Regions from separate parts of the Zea mays genome. Here region 1 is linked to region 2. Evidence: chromatin contacts called from public Hi-C data. All regions are on one chromosome and are shown on one strand. Each heading gives the region's core, a stretch centred on a gene start, on an enhancer-like site or on the middle of the called end of the contact. The rest is flanking DNA. Distances are from core to core; before and after follow the strand shown. Region 1 holds the start of LOC100383891. Region 2 holds the start of LOC100192979.

Region 1 (2,998 bases), core at 155-2,654, 150 kb after region 2:
TATCAATCAATTTTCAGAATTACACAAACCTTTTGACAATTGGCACATTCTGGACATCCTCGAAGTACTCCTTTAGGGAATTGTTGTCTGTGTTTCACTGCATTTACACCCTATCCATAGAGTTGAGCAATATTGTGCGAAGCATTAACATCAGGACAAAATTCAACTGGTGAAGAAATAAGGATGATATAGTAAAGTGCAACCTTGTCTGCTACTTCAGCATCAGAATCTTCATCTGCAATCTGATCAAAGCGGCTATAATCTATTGGAGGTCTATTACGCAGTGATTTCCTACAGGTATTGCTCCCAGAAATACAGCAACCTGTGTCACTCTGGTGATCCACTGAACTGGATAGATATTCCAAAATTTCCACATCGTCGTCGATGCTCTGTAATGCTAAAACAGAACTAGAATGATCATCAGCAGGTTTAACATCGTTTTGGATTCCCCATGATGCCGAGGCAGCAAAAGGTCCAAATCCTGGAGGAATTGAGGGTTCAGGGTCCTCGGTGACTGTGGCTGCAATGCCTTCTATTCCCATCATTGCTAAAAACAAATGTAAGAGACTTTGATCAGCACAGTATGAAATGCATTACATCGCTGAATAGAATTGACCATACAAAAATGTGCTACAGCTACATATACTGATTCAAGCAACTTGCTGCAATAAATGCCATAAGATCAAAAGAACAAGCCCACACAGCAACAAAAGAGCATGGTCATGATCAAACAACCTAGTTCAACATCATGAGAACAGATCTGAAACAAGAGGTGGAAAGGAACTAAAGACCAGCATCTTAACACAGTTGCAAATCACATAGTACCCATCCCTAAATGTTTTGATGTATATTGCAACATGTCTTATAACCTATACTACTCATCACCAGGGTTCCAAAAAGCGGCACTAAGCGCACTGAAGCGCTAGGCGGACGGGTAATGCTTAGTTTGGGGCATAAGCGCTACCAAAGCGGTTCAGCCGCCTTGTTGGAGCAGCAGCTGCTGGCTCCCACTGCCCGCCGGGGCCGGGAGACAGCAGGGTCGCCGGCCGGTGTGCGGAGGACCGGAGGCGAGGGCGCGAGGCAGGAGGGGGAGCCTCTGACGCCGCCACCGAGTCCCCGCCGTCGCTAAGAGCCCGAGCCTGAGCGCCGCCGCCGCCGTTTGGGGCATAAGTAATCAAGCAACGCAAGCTGCTTCCCGGATGATCCAGGAGTGGATCTAGGGTTCGTTGGCCGTACTACGCGGTGCTGGTGGTGTCTAGTGACGATCGAGCCGTTCGGAGGAGGGGACGGGCACTGGGCGGTGAAGGAGGTACCTGAGAGCATGGAGGCGCAAGGCGGCGGTGGGAAGCAACCGGTGACGACGGATGAGGAAGAGGCGCGAGGCAGTCGGTTGTGTCCCCGAGATAGCTCGCGAGCCGGTCGGGAGTTGGGAGTCGGGAGTGACTCGGGAGCATAGCAGGGTTTTCAATCTCGTTTTAGCATAGATTCTCGCCGAAAACCAATCACCGAAATCCGGTAAAAACCGAACGGTACCAATTCTCAAATTTAAATCTATCGGCTTCCGGAAATCTCTTTCGAAAACCGTTGAAGATGAACGATTTTTTGCTGTAAAGGTTTTCAATCTCGTTTTAGCAAAGATTCTCGCCGAAAACCAATCACCGAAATCCGGTAAAAACTGAACGGTACCAATTCTCAAATTTAAATATATCGGCTTCCGGAAATCTCTTTCGAAAACCGCTGAAGATGAACGATTTTTTGCTGTAAAACCACAGATAAACGTTGTTGATAAAAAAACTGTGTATTCAATGTGCCATTAGCAAAACCTTCCTGTCACGTCACGTGACCCACTTATTGCTACTTGCTACAAATAAGATATCAAACCCGGATTTAGGGGTAAATTCAGGCGTGAATCAAATTTATGTTAGTATCAAGTCTCACACGTATAATGACTCATGATATAGAAATAAATGTCACATCTTTATTACTTAATAAAAAGTATGTATAAAATAACTAAATAATCTCTACTACTCTATAAGAACATAACGTAGACCGCGGTGCACGGTTCTGCCTCCTCACGGCGCATACGACCCACATATTAGTGTCTCCTTTCTTCCCCGTGCGCACCCTCTCTCCTCTACCCCTGCATCCGCATGGTCCTCGCCGCAATCCCCTCACCGATTAATGCCTTAGCCATGGAAGGAAAAAATCACCACAGAAGGAAGCACATCCTCTCGCCGCTATCCACGCCTCACAGCAATCCAGCACGCAGGAATCCCATTGTCGACGACGCGCAGGACCACTCATTGCCTAATCGTTCTTCTCATGCACCGCGGATGCCCCGCCCATATCCTGCTCGCCCCAAACGCAATCCACGTCTCGGCGCCATGGAAGGAATCGCAACTCAATCCCCTCATCGTCAACCAGCGCACAGTACCACCATCGGCCTGCATGCCATCGCAAGTGCAGGACCACCCCACCATCTCATTCTTCCCATTCTACGCGTCAGCCCCGCCTGGATCTTCCGATGCTCGAGTACTTCCCATTCTACGCGCCAGCCCCGCCCAGATCTTGCGATGCTCGAGTATGAGATGGAAGGCACCTCTCTGAGCGCTCAAATCTGAACACCACACCTCTCTGAAACACAAACATACTTGGTTTACAAAATAGAGAACTACTCGTGTGGCTGTTCATCTGACAATTTTAGGTTTGTGTTTCTAAGTTTTATATATGTTTCTTTTTCTCCAATTGACTGTAGCTTTATCATATGTGCACCCATTCCGTAAATAAATAGAGTTTTAGTTGTAGTTGAATCAATATTTGTGGGCAATGTGTCATGTGCGGCATTTTGTATATTGAGTGCACCACATGAGCTATTTTAGCACTTGTTAGATTTTTTATTTTTTAAAACATCAGTCACTCAAATCTGAACAACACACCTCTCTTCACAAACATTAATATGATATGCAGTATGCTATCCAAAGTTTTATCTAAAAATATA
Region 2 (3,240 bases), core at 670-3,169:
GGCTCAGCCCTGGAAGACGACGAACTCCGCTCCGCCCGACCCAAGGCTCGGACTCGGGCTCAGCCCTTGAAGACGACGAACTCCGCTCCGCCCGACCCCAGGGCTCGGACTCGGGCTCAGCCCCGGAAGACGACGAACTCCGCTCCGCCCGACCCCAGGGCTCGGACTCGGGCTCAGCCCCAGAAGACGACGAACTCCGCTCCGCCCGACCCAGGGCTCGGACTCGGGCTCAGCCCCGGAAGACGACGAACTCCGCTTCGCCCGACCCCAGGGCTCGGACTCAGCTCTGGCCTCAGTCGACGGTCTCTGCCTCGCTCGACCCAGGGGCTCGGACTCGACCTCGGCCTCGGAAGACAGACTCGACCCCGACCTCGGAGGAGCCTCCACATCGCCCAACCTAGGGCACGGACCGAGCACGTCAACAGGAGGCGCCATCATTACCCTACCCCAAGCTGACTCAAGCTACGGGGAACAAGACCGGCGTCCCATCTGGCTCGCTCCGCCAGACAAGTAATGATGGCGCCCCGCACGCTCTATGACGACGGCGGCTCTCAGCCCCCTTACGGAAGCAAGAGGACGTCAGCAAAGACTCGACAGCCCCGACAGCTGTCCTTCCGCCAGGCTCCAGCGCTCCTCCGACGGCCACGACACCACACGAACTAGGTGCCAAAACCTCTCCGACTGCCACGATGGCATGTACTTAGGGCGCTAGCTCTCCTCCGCTAGACACGTTAGCACACTGCTACACCCCCCATTGTACACCTGGATCCTCTCCTTGCGCCTATAAAAGGAAGGACCAGGGCCCTCTTACAGAGGGTTGGCCGCGCGGGGAAAGGACAAGACAGGCGCTCGCGTGAGGCCGCTCGCTCCCTCCCGCGTGGACGCTTGTAACCCCCTACTGCAAGCGCACCCGACCTGGGCGCGGGACTAGCACGAAGGCCGCGGGATTTCCACCTCTCACGCCCGTCTCCCTCCGGCTGCCTTCCCCCCTTCGCGCTCCGTCTCGCGCCGACCCATCTGGGCTGGGGCGCGGCGACAATTCACTCGTCGGCCCAGTGACCCCCCGGTCTCAAAACACCGACAAAAAGATTGACCTTGTGAGGCTAAATAGCGACAATCTACGACTCTACCATAAAAACTCCTCGTCGTATCTCTAGGCAGCTGAACAATTAGGGGTTGATAAGCAACCAACCAAAAGATCACCTCTTCAATAACATCTACAACTTCTTGCACATGACCTGGCTAAATGGAAAAGATGATGCTATGTTGCTTAAAACAATTAAGGAGAGCTTCTGCAATAAGTCCGATGATACAAACAATAAAATCGTTTGAGATTAAAGCCAAACAAACAACCTGAAATGTTAAAACCAGCCAAAAAAAATCATGAGTGCGAAAATCCTCGTGGATTTTGATAGGAAACGGGTGATACCATCGTGTATAGAATCCACTCTGTCCCTACCTACATCTAGTGCTGGCGTCCACAACGCATAGGGCAGACCGGCAGAGGCACGCCCCTTGCTAGTCGGGAGGGACCACCACAAAACCTCCCGCCGCCCCACGGAACACGGGAAGAGAGAGAGAGAGAGGAGCAAAGTCAGCAAACGGTGCAGTGTCGAACGCAAGGGCGGCGAGTAGTAACAACAGCACGAGCAGCGGCGAGCGGGCGAGAGCGCCACCAGGCACCAGCAGACCCCTCTTGTCTCTCTCACCACGCTTCCTCTCCCTCGTTGCTTTACTACGCCTTCTCTCCTTTGTCTCTTCCCTCCTTTTTCACCCGGCGACGTCGAGCGAGAACGGCCGGGCCCCAAAAGAGGCCGCATTCTTGGTGCTTTCTGAACCTTCTTTACTTTGTCCTCAAATGGCCTCCTCGCTCTCTTCACATCTCCCTTCACCATAGGCACAGGCACCTCTCCCCCCCTGCAAGCTCCTCCCTTTCTCGCCTCCTGATTCTTGCTCTGTCAGCCCAGAGGCAGAGCAAGCAAGCATCGGCGGCCATGGCGGCGCCAGGTCGAGCGGCGCTCCTGGCCGCCGCGCTCCTGTTCGGCACTTTCTTCCCATCCGCGTCCTCTGCGTCCTCGTACCCCGCAAGTGAGCTCCTTTCGCGGCCCCACCGTCTCGTTCGCTCTGCTTCATCCGCTGATTAAGTTTTGTTCCGCGTCGGGTGGCAGGGATTGCGGGCAGGCTCCTGTCCACCACGTCGTCGGCAGTGGCCAAGCAGCTGTGGTCGCTCAAATCGGCCGCCACCAAGACGGGTAATCGGCGACCCGTGGCGTCGTCATTTCCCTCTCCGATTCTCGGCTCATTCATTCGCTGTTTTCTCACCGGGTGTGCCTGCTCCTCCGGTGTCTGGCGGTGTCGGCGGCAGCGACGACGGCCGTGACGGGGCGGTCCATGGTGAGGTACGAGGGCGGGTACGCGGTGGACACGGTGTTCGACGGCAGCAAGCTGGGGATCGAGCCGCACGCCGTCGAGATCACCCCCGCCGGCAACCTCCTCGTGCTCGACTCCATCAACAGCAACATCTACAGGGTACAGCTGCCGTTGTCACCATGTGAGCACGCTCTGCCTCCGACCACTCCCTGCCCTTTTCAGGATTTTTCTGTCTTCATGGGATTCTGCTAAGTGTGCTGCTTCACTCGATGATGTGTGAGTAGTGACTAACGATTTCTGGGTGGTGGTTGGTAGGGACTGATGTTGCATGCAAACTTCATCAATAACTGTTCCTCGATTGTGAAATGCCTGTTATTTTCTTCATTGCTATAGTATGGGCAATATGAAATGATAGTTCTTTGCGACTTTCACTCCCCATGTTTGTGGAGTCATCGTTCTCGTTCAGGTTTTCTTTTTCTTCACTTCCCTTTGTTGATGATGCACTGGTTTACTTCCTGTTTCACACATCAGAAGTCGAGCAAATAGACCATGGTTTTTTTTTCACCAGGAAAAATATTTGCATGAATTGGTTGCCTGAAATTGTTAGCGATATCTCCTGTCTCATCTCGTGTCACTAAAATATAGGTGACACTTGGAAATTTCACACTGCAGCCTCACTATAAGCAACTGCTATGTCAGTCACACTCAAGATGACTTGTATTTTAGGATAGTGAAGTAGTCATTCATGTTTTTTTAGCATGAGCATGAGATGCTTCCCAGATTATTATATCCAAGCAATCCAATTCTGATGGATCTTCTGAAAATGGATCGAACAATGCAGATAGCAGACCAAAGCTCCTTGCTGGTTCT

Evidence for each region. Hi-C and Micro-C count contacts between places; a contact is called where the count stands out from the background.
Region 1: a contact with region 2 is called in a Hi-C map of leaf, with 3 times the contacts expected there. The contact joins the promoter of LOC100383891 here to the promoter of LOC100192979 in region 2. A contact is called at or near these places in 5 of 25 Hi-C or Micro-C datasets (bundle sheath, endosperm and leaf).

Annotation. Positions count from the first base shown.
Region 1 is chr6:127,343,952-127,346,949 of Zm-B73-REFERENCE-NAM-5.0, forward strand. It overlaps LOC100383891, which reads right to left and starts at 1,405. Exons shown (of 12, transcript NM_001365895.1): 1 at 1,314-1,405; 2 at 204-547; 3 at 30-110. The coding sequence starts at 1,323.
Region 2 is chr6:127,194,978-127,198,217 of Zm-B73-REFERENCE-NAM-5.0, forward strand. It overlaps LOC100192979, which reads left to right and starts at 1,920. Exons shown (of 7, transcript NM_001310329.1): 1 at 1,920-2,088; 2 at 2,169-2,252; 3 at 2,366-2,551; 4 at 3,212-3,240. The coding sequence starts at 1,995.